Linked DNA regions of Sus scrofa: region 1 is linked to region 2. The links are chromatin contacts, called in public Hi-C maps. All regions are on one chromosome and are shown on one strand. Each heading gives the region's core, a stretch centred on a gene start, on an enhancer-like site or on the middle of the called end of the contact. The rest is flanking DNA. Distances are from core to core; before and after follow the strand shown.

Region 1 (3,675 bases), core at 907-3,406, 220 kb after region 2:
GGGTCACACGCAGCCGCCCAGGGCGCTGTTCCCCTGGCAGAGCTGGCTTCCCACGTGCAGCCACAGCCTCTAAGAAAGCAGTCCCTTCCCCAAGTCACTGAGGGTCTGTCCCAGGCCGCGAGGGCTCCTTTGTTCGCCATTTGAAGCCGCCCCAGAGCCCGGGTCAGCGGGCCCTGTGAGCTGTGCTGTTCCTGTCGCACAAGCACTCCGGGGGCCTGAGCCCCTCGCAGGGTCCTGGAAGCAGCTGGGGGGCGGGGACAGCAGAGGCCCCTGAGCCAGGCCAGCTGGGGCTGCGCTGGGCCCTGCTGGGCACTCAGACCCCACTGTTCCCTCCACCTGGGTCAGCTGAGCCCCAGCCGAGCCCAGCGGGAAGGCACTGCGGGACAGCGGCCCCCAAGAGCCGGGGAAGCACAGAGAGGGCCGGGTGGGGGACCCAGGGTGGCTGCCCCAGGCACCCCATTGTCTTCTGATGCAGGGCTGCGGCTCTTTGCTGCGACAGACAGCCCCCCGGGGCCCTCTGGGTGCCCAGCCACGGACACAGGGTCAGCCGGAGAGAAGCCCGAGCCCAGCGGGTCAGGGGAGCGGGGTGTCAGGACAGTTCGGCCCAGCGTGACCCCCCTCCCTGTCCCCCTGCCCGCAGGATGGTCCACCTCCATGGAGACGCCCCGCAGCCTGCACACCACCGGGCCCCCCCGGCCTCCACTTGGTGGCCCCAGTCCTGACCCTGGGGCCGCCGAGCTGACCCCACTCTGAGAGCCTGGCCTGGCTCCCCGGACTTGGCCGAGGGCCGTGGACTCCAGCGCAACCCCTGGCCTCTCCAGTCTGCAAGTTCTGCGTGGTCACTGGCTGCGAGGAGCTGTGTGACCCTTGACCGAAGAGCACAGTTGACTGTCCCCTCTGACGACCCTTTTTCTACAGTCCATGTATTTGTAAATGGTACAAGATGAAGGACAGTGGCTTTCTGTCCCGGGCGCTGAGCTCTGGGTCCTTCCCAATGCCCCGGGGCCGGGCACCCGTGTGCAGCCTCACCCAGCCCCCGAGCCGTGGCGGCCGATGCCCGGGAACTGAGGGACACGCTGGAGAAGAGGAGTTCCTGGGCGGTGAGGTGCTGCCTTCACGGGGACGCGCGGGGCCCCTGGAAGGAGAGGAGGTGGGGTCTGAGTCTCAGGCCGGGAAGGAGACTGCCCCTGCCCTCCCCCTGCACAGCTTGGCGAGGCTCGGCCAGGTTTGGGTCTGGGCATGGGCGGTGTGGTGCCTGAGAGCCCTTCCCAGCGGCAGCTTTGCCCACGGCACCAGACCCTCTGGGCCGGGGCTCTGCTCGGCGAGCGGCACGCCATCACCTGCTCTGGAAGGCGCTGGTGGCTTCTCTGCTCCCTCTGCCGTAGATGGCACTGAGAATTTGCTTTGATTTGTTCCCGTCTGGGGCTCCTGTGGCGGGATGTCCCTGGGGACGAGGGCCCCATGTGAGGTGACCTCGCCTTCTCTTAAAGACAAACTTGCGGGCAACAGAAAGGCAGACAGCGTGCTTGGCCCTGGTGCCTCTGGATGAGAGCTGCCCCAGTGGGACCTTAGCCTGGCGGCGGCGGGTCTGCACTCCCCGTGCCAGCGCTTTCCTAGCAGGTGGGAAGGATGGTGCTGGGCAGCCGACCACACAGCCTGAGGCTCTGATGAGTGGGGTGCTCGGAATGGGCGCCTCCTTCTCTCTCCAGTTGAGCCTATGAACAGAGGCCACACTGCAGGCGCCCTGCCTCCCGTCCTGCCCGCCGTGTGCTCGTGGGTGCACAGATGCCACACACGCACATGACCGTCTCCCTCTCCTCACCCCTCTCCTCTCACTGGCCAACACCCCCCGCCTCTCACCATTGGTTTTGGGGCCAGTAACTGAAGGGCGGGGTGCAGACTGGCCTGTCTTGGACTTAACACGTGCTACCATTTGATGTACTCTGATTGGCTAGTTTTTGTTCGTTTTTACTGTATATTTATAGTAATAAAATCATGCAGCAATATCCTATTCGCTTTTCCCTCCATGCACAGCTCCACAGGACTGGGTTGTTTCTCGGGAGGCAGGACAGCTGAGTGGCAGCTCTGACACACTCAGAGCAGCGCAAGTGCCTGCTTGTGGCTGCAGCCACTGTTCCCTCATGTGTGATGTGACATAGGACTTCCGGGAGGGCGTGAGTGCTGCTGCTTGTTATTCTTGGGGTCGGCATTATGCTGATTGTCGGGTTGGAGCAAAGGGGAGGGACCCTTGGGACTTGGCTCTGTTTCCTGAGCAGGTGGAAGAGCCCAGGCCTCCAGCTATGCAATTGCTTTGGCCGTAGCCGTCGCTAGTTCCTCTTGCCGCCGTGAACTGAGTGCCTGCTGTGCCAGCAGAAAGCAGAAGGCGCCAGGCCCCTGGGAGCCTGCGTTCTAGTCAGTGAGATGCTACGCAAGTGATTCAGGTCTAACCACATGTGATTACAGTTAGGAAGGGGGTCGGTGGCTAACGAGGTGGTGCTGATTTAGCCTGTGTTTGGGGAGGGCTTCTGTGATACGTTTCAGCTGAGCCCTAAAGGATGCCAAGGAGCTGGGCCTGGAAGAGCACCCCAGGCAGCTGGCTCAGCAAGTGCAAAGGCAGGAGTGGGTCTACTGTGTCCACGGAGTGGCTGAAGTGTCAGAGCTGGGGTGTGGGGTGCAGACACTTTGTGGGGGCCCAGTTTTGCCCTAGGAGCAATTGGAGGCTGCTAAGCAAGGGAGCGACTTTCTCCAGCTGTCCTCGGGGGAAATGGATTGGAGGGCAGGTTTGGCTGCCAGGACGCTGGAGCCCAGCTGGGGCCCTCTGCTCAGCCTGAGCTCCCCTGACCAGCAAGCAGCCTCTGCATGGGGAGAGGCTGGTGCCCCAGCACGCCCACTGCAGCACTGCCCGAACCACGGCCAGCCAGCAGTGCCCTCTGACTCAGGCACTCAAGGGTGGAGCCAGCCTTCCTAGCTGGCCTGGCCCTGCCCCAGGGAAGGCCTGCCAACCTCGGGGGTCCCCGGTCTGCCACGGTCTCGGTGTGGAAAAGGCCTTTCAGTCACACAGGTTTTTGCATTGGCTGCACTGGGTCTCCCACCACGGGCCCACCTCCTTTATTAATGCCTGAGGCGAGCCTTCAAACACCTTTATTTATTAATGCCTGGGTCCTTCCCTTCAAACACCTTTAGTCTCCCTAGAGTCTGGCCTCCCACTGCCAGCTGCGGCTGCCTCCCTGCTGCGGCAGCCCCAACCCTGGCAGAGGACCACGCGGGGGGAAAATGGAGCTTGGGCTACCTGATGGAGTGAGTAGCACCACAGAACCCGGGGGAGCCTGCTGCTCTGCCGCAGCTGCTGTTTCTGATGCTCCGGAGCCGTAGTGCCTGCCTTCTCCGGTACAGACGCTGGTAAGTGACTCAGGCCCTCGTCCCCAGAAGCTGCACGGTTTTCTGCGCGGACACTGGGTAGGAGAGGTGGAATTCGAGGGTAGGATCCTGGCTCTCACAAACTGCTGGGTGCCCTCAGGCAAGTCCCGTTCATCTGAGCCCCAGGTTCCTAAAGGGGGGAGTACCTGGCCTATATGGCCCCTGACACGGGTATTTGGGCGCTGCGCTGGGAAGCTCCCTGCCCGGAATCTAAATCACTTCTGCCCCAGCAGGCTGGATTCAGGAAGTCCCCGAGTT
Region 2 (3,746 bases), core at 824-3,323:
TTCCACTGAGCCACAACAGGAACTTCCTCCTAAACAAACTCTTTTCCCCACTTCCAACCCCATGGCTTTTCCCATTTTGCCTAGAATGTCCCTTGCTCACTTCCGTCCTCTCCATTCCATAACCCAAACTCTCAACATTCCTTGCAGTTTACAACAGCCTTGTAACTAGACTTGTGACTGTACTGGTCACTGGACTAGTGGTTTTTTAACCTTCTTTCAATCTCAGAGCCTGAGGAGAGTTAGATTGATGTCAGCTATGGTTCTTTCCCCAGACCAACATCGACATACACAAAAATTTCAGGTTTGATGATGGCAGGAGCAAGGAGAACAGATCGTCTTAAACCCTTCCAGGAGACCTCAGGTTCCCTTCCTTTTTTTTTTTTTTTTTGCCTTTTATAGGGCCACACCCACGGCATATGGAGGTTCCCAGGCTAGGGTCGAATCGGAGCTGTAGCTGCCGGCCTACATCAGAGCCACAGCAACTCGGGATCAGAGCCGCGTCTGCAACCTACACCACAACTCACGGCAATGCTGGATCCTTAACCCACTGAGCGAGGCCAGGGACCAAATCCACAACTTCATGGTTCCTAGTTGGATTTGTTTCTGCTTCGGCATGACGGGAACTCCCCGGATTCGTTTCTGATGAGGCACTATGGGAATGCCCTTCAGACATCTGCTTTTAAATACTTTTTTAAATTAAATATGTTTGATTTAGAGAATCTGCTTTTGAAGTTCTTGCTACTTGGAATCCTCTGCCCCTCCGTCTTTACCTGATGCTCTTTTCACCAAAGTCCAACTCCAATGTTACCTCTCAGATGCCTTCCCTGACACCCCAATGCCCCCGACTTGTTTGAGAAACTCCCTCACCTGGGTGCCTATAACACTGTTTATACTTTTGATATTATTACTTTCCTTCTTTCTTTTTTTTTTTTTTGGCTATCACAGCCGCAGCATATGGAAGTTCCCACACTCGGGGTCGAATCAGAGCTACAGCTGCCTGCCTATGCCACAGCCACAGCAAAGTGGGATCCGAGAAGCAGCGTCTGCAACCTACACCACAGCTCACTCGCAATGCCTGATTCTTAACCCACTGAGCGAGGCCAGGGATGGAACCTGTGTCCTCATGGATACTAGTCCGGTTCATTTCGCTGCACCACAAGGGGAACTCCCTACTGTCCTTTTTTGGCTGCACCCATGACTTATGGAAGTTCCCAGGCCAGCAATCCAAACTGAGCCGCAGCTGCAATTCCCCACAGCTACGACAACTTAACCCACCGCGCTAGACCGGGGATGGAATCCGCTGCCACAGAGACAACACAGGAGCCTTGACTTGCCGTGCCACAGCAGGAACTCCCTATACCTTCCATATTATTGATCATGTACTCTTATTTGTTAAGGAGCCTGTCCCTCTATTCATCTTGTGCGCCTCCAAAGCAGGGATGGTGTGTCGTTCATCATTTTATCCCTAACATTTTAGAACGTGCGTGACACTAAGGGATCAGAACGTTTTAAAATTCGTTTTTGTGTAGCTTGGCTCTCATTCCGCAATCCGCAAGGTCTCTACAGGTTTGGAGAGATTACGCGCTTGGCAGAGAGTTGGGCGATCAAAGATCTGCTCCCGGGGAATCAGCCAGAGGAAAAGTGAGCGCGAAGCCTGGCTTTGGGAGTAAGGCAGAGACTCCAGCAGCTCATGCGAACTCCGGGTGATTAAGGGCCCGGCAAGCTGAACTAAGTCTCAGGGTCAAGAAGAAAGAAGCCGAGCATTGCATGATGGGATCTCCAGGACTGACGGTCCTTTGCGCGCCGGGATTTGTAGTCCCGCCCCTTGCGGGAACCCTCAGACCAGTTACATTCGGCTACACTCAACCACGTCCTTAAACAGAAAAGGTGCAGCCTTGATCGTCCAGTACAGAATGACGAGGCTCTTCGAGACAAGTTACCTAACAGCACTTTTTATACACATTTCGGCGTCGGCTACGGAAACAATGCATGGGTTTCGGACGCGCACGCGCAACACTTGTATTCCTTCTTGCGAGCGCAGCGGGCCCCGCCCCCGGAAGCACCGGCGCTGCGCGCGTGCGTCGTCCTGGCGCTGCAGCCAGGAGCCGGGCGGCGCAGGCGCAGTGTCCCCGGGCCAAGATGGCGGCGCGGTGCTCCCCACGCTTGTTGCTGGTGGCTGTGGGGACCCCGTGGCTGCCGACTGCAGCGAGGAGAGGGGCCCGGCCGCCCTTGGGGGGTGCGGTGGGGGCGTCGCTCGGGCGGAATCTGAGCGTCACCGCTTTCGCGTCTTCGCTCGGAGCTCGCGGTGCCCGGGCGCTGCTGACATTGAGACCCGGTGTCAGCCTCACAGGTGAGGGCAGGCTCTAGCGACCGAGCGAGGGGCTCCAAGACCTTCGAGGGGCTCCAAGTCCTTCGCTTCGCTCCGGCCATGGAGATAGCTGTGTGGAGCATGTCTTCCGAACTACCTGCGGAGTCGCTTGGGGAGATGGGCACGTAGGAGGGAAGGAGGCCCAAATGGTTACCCAGCTGCGTGGAGTCTCCGGCGGCGGAGATGAAACGTCCCGTAGCGGTGAACCTTCACCTCTCTGTCAACATTTCTGGAGGCGGCTTTCCAGCTTGCCGCTTGTCTTCTGCCCAGTTCCGTTCCCATCCCTCCATCTTTTAGCCCGGAGCGGAAGGGAAGAGGTAACTGCTTACTCGGTGAGCACCTGCTCTGGGGCTAGCTGGGTCTCACGTGATGGTAATAACAATTCTGCAAGAGGTGGGGATCCTCATCCCCATTTTAAACAACGGGAAACCGAGGTTCTAGCGGAGGAGTTGACCCGCCCAAGGTCATAAAGGTAGTTAAGGAAAGTTGTCCCAAACCCAGCGTTGTTCTTTCATACATAGCTTACACGCTTTCTACCACATGGTGTAAATCGAAGGGCACACTTAGTGTTTTTTTAGAAGACCATATGTTGGTTATTGTGATAAAAATGCAAACTAATATTTATCGAGCACTTACTATTTATCAGACACGGATCATTTCCATCTGATAGACACTGTGATTATTTTTTTTTTAATTTTTTTTAATAATTTTTTTTTTATTTTCCCACTGTATAGCAAGGGGGTCAGGTTATCCTTACATGTATACATTACAATTACATTTTTTCCCCCACCATTTGTTCTGTTGCAACATGAGTATCTAGACAAAGTTCTCAATGCTATTCAGCAGGATCTCCTTGTAAATTTATTCTAAGTTGTGTCTGATAAGCCCAAGCTCCCGATCCCTCCTATTCTATTTTATAAATAAAGAAATTGAGGCTTAGATGTTAACTCATAGAATGTCATAAAGCTATAAAGTGGTTGAGCCTTGGAGTTCCCGTCGTGGCTCAGTGGTTAATGAATCCGACTAAGAACCATTGCGGGTTCGGTCCCTGGCCTCGCTCAGTGAATTAAGGATCCTGCGTTGCCGTGAGCTGTGGTATAGGTTGCAGACGCGGCTCGGATGCCGCGTTGCTGTGGCTCTGGCGTAGGCTGGTGGCTACAGCTTCGATTTGACCCCTAGCCTGGGAACCTCCATATGCCACATTTGCGGCCGAAAAAAAGACATGAAGACAAAAAAAAAAAAAAAAAAAAAAAAAAAGTGGTTGAGTCTTGTTTCAAAACCTGCTGCTTTCTTAGTTGCTGTAGGTGACGTAGAATGAATACATAGTAAGCCTTTTTTTTTTTTATTTTGACTGTCGCCGCAGCATGTGGAAGTTCCC

The links. A called contact is a pair of places that touch in the nucleus more often than the background predicts.
Region 1: a Hi-C map of liver shows a contact between it and region 2, with 2.9 times the contacts expected there. The contact joins the promoter of NUDT16L1 here to the promoter of DNAJA3 in region 2. A contact is called at or near these places in 2 of 5 promoter capture datasets (fetal liver and liver), 4 of 47 Hi-C or Micro-C datasets (embryonic fibroblasts, heart right ventricle, liver and 1 more) and 1 of 2 datasets of contacts at active chromatin or transcription factors (alveolar macrophages).

Annotation. Positions count from the first base shown.
Region 1 is chr3:37,693,134-37,696,808 of Sscrofa11.1, reverse strand. NUDT16L1 (protein syndesmos) reads left to right here and starts at 2,156. Exons shown (of 4, transcript XR_002342434.1): 1 at 2,156-3,675. MGRN1 (E3 ubiquitin-protein ligase MGRN1) reads left to right here. Exons shown (of 17, transcript XM_021086677.1): 17 at 641-2,006.
Region 2 is chr3:37,917,468-37,921,213 of Sscrofa11.1, reverse strand. DNAJA3 (dnaJ homolog subfamily A member 3, mitochondrial) reads left to right here and starts at 2,073. Exons shown (of 11, transcript XM_003354626.4): 1 at 2,073-2,350. The coding sequence starts at 2,140.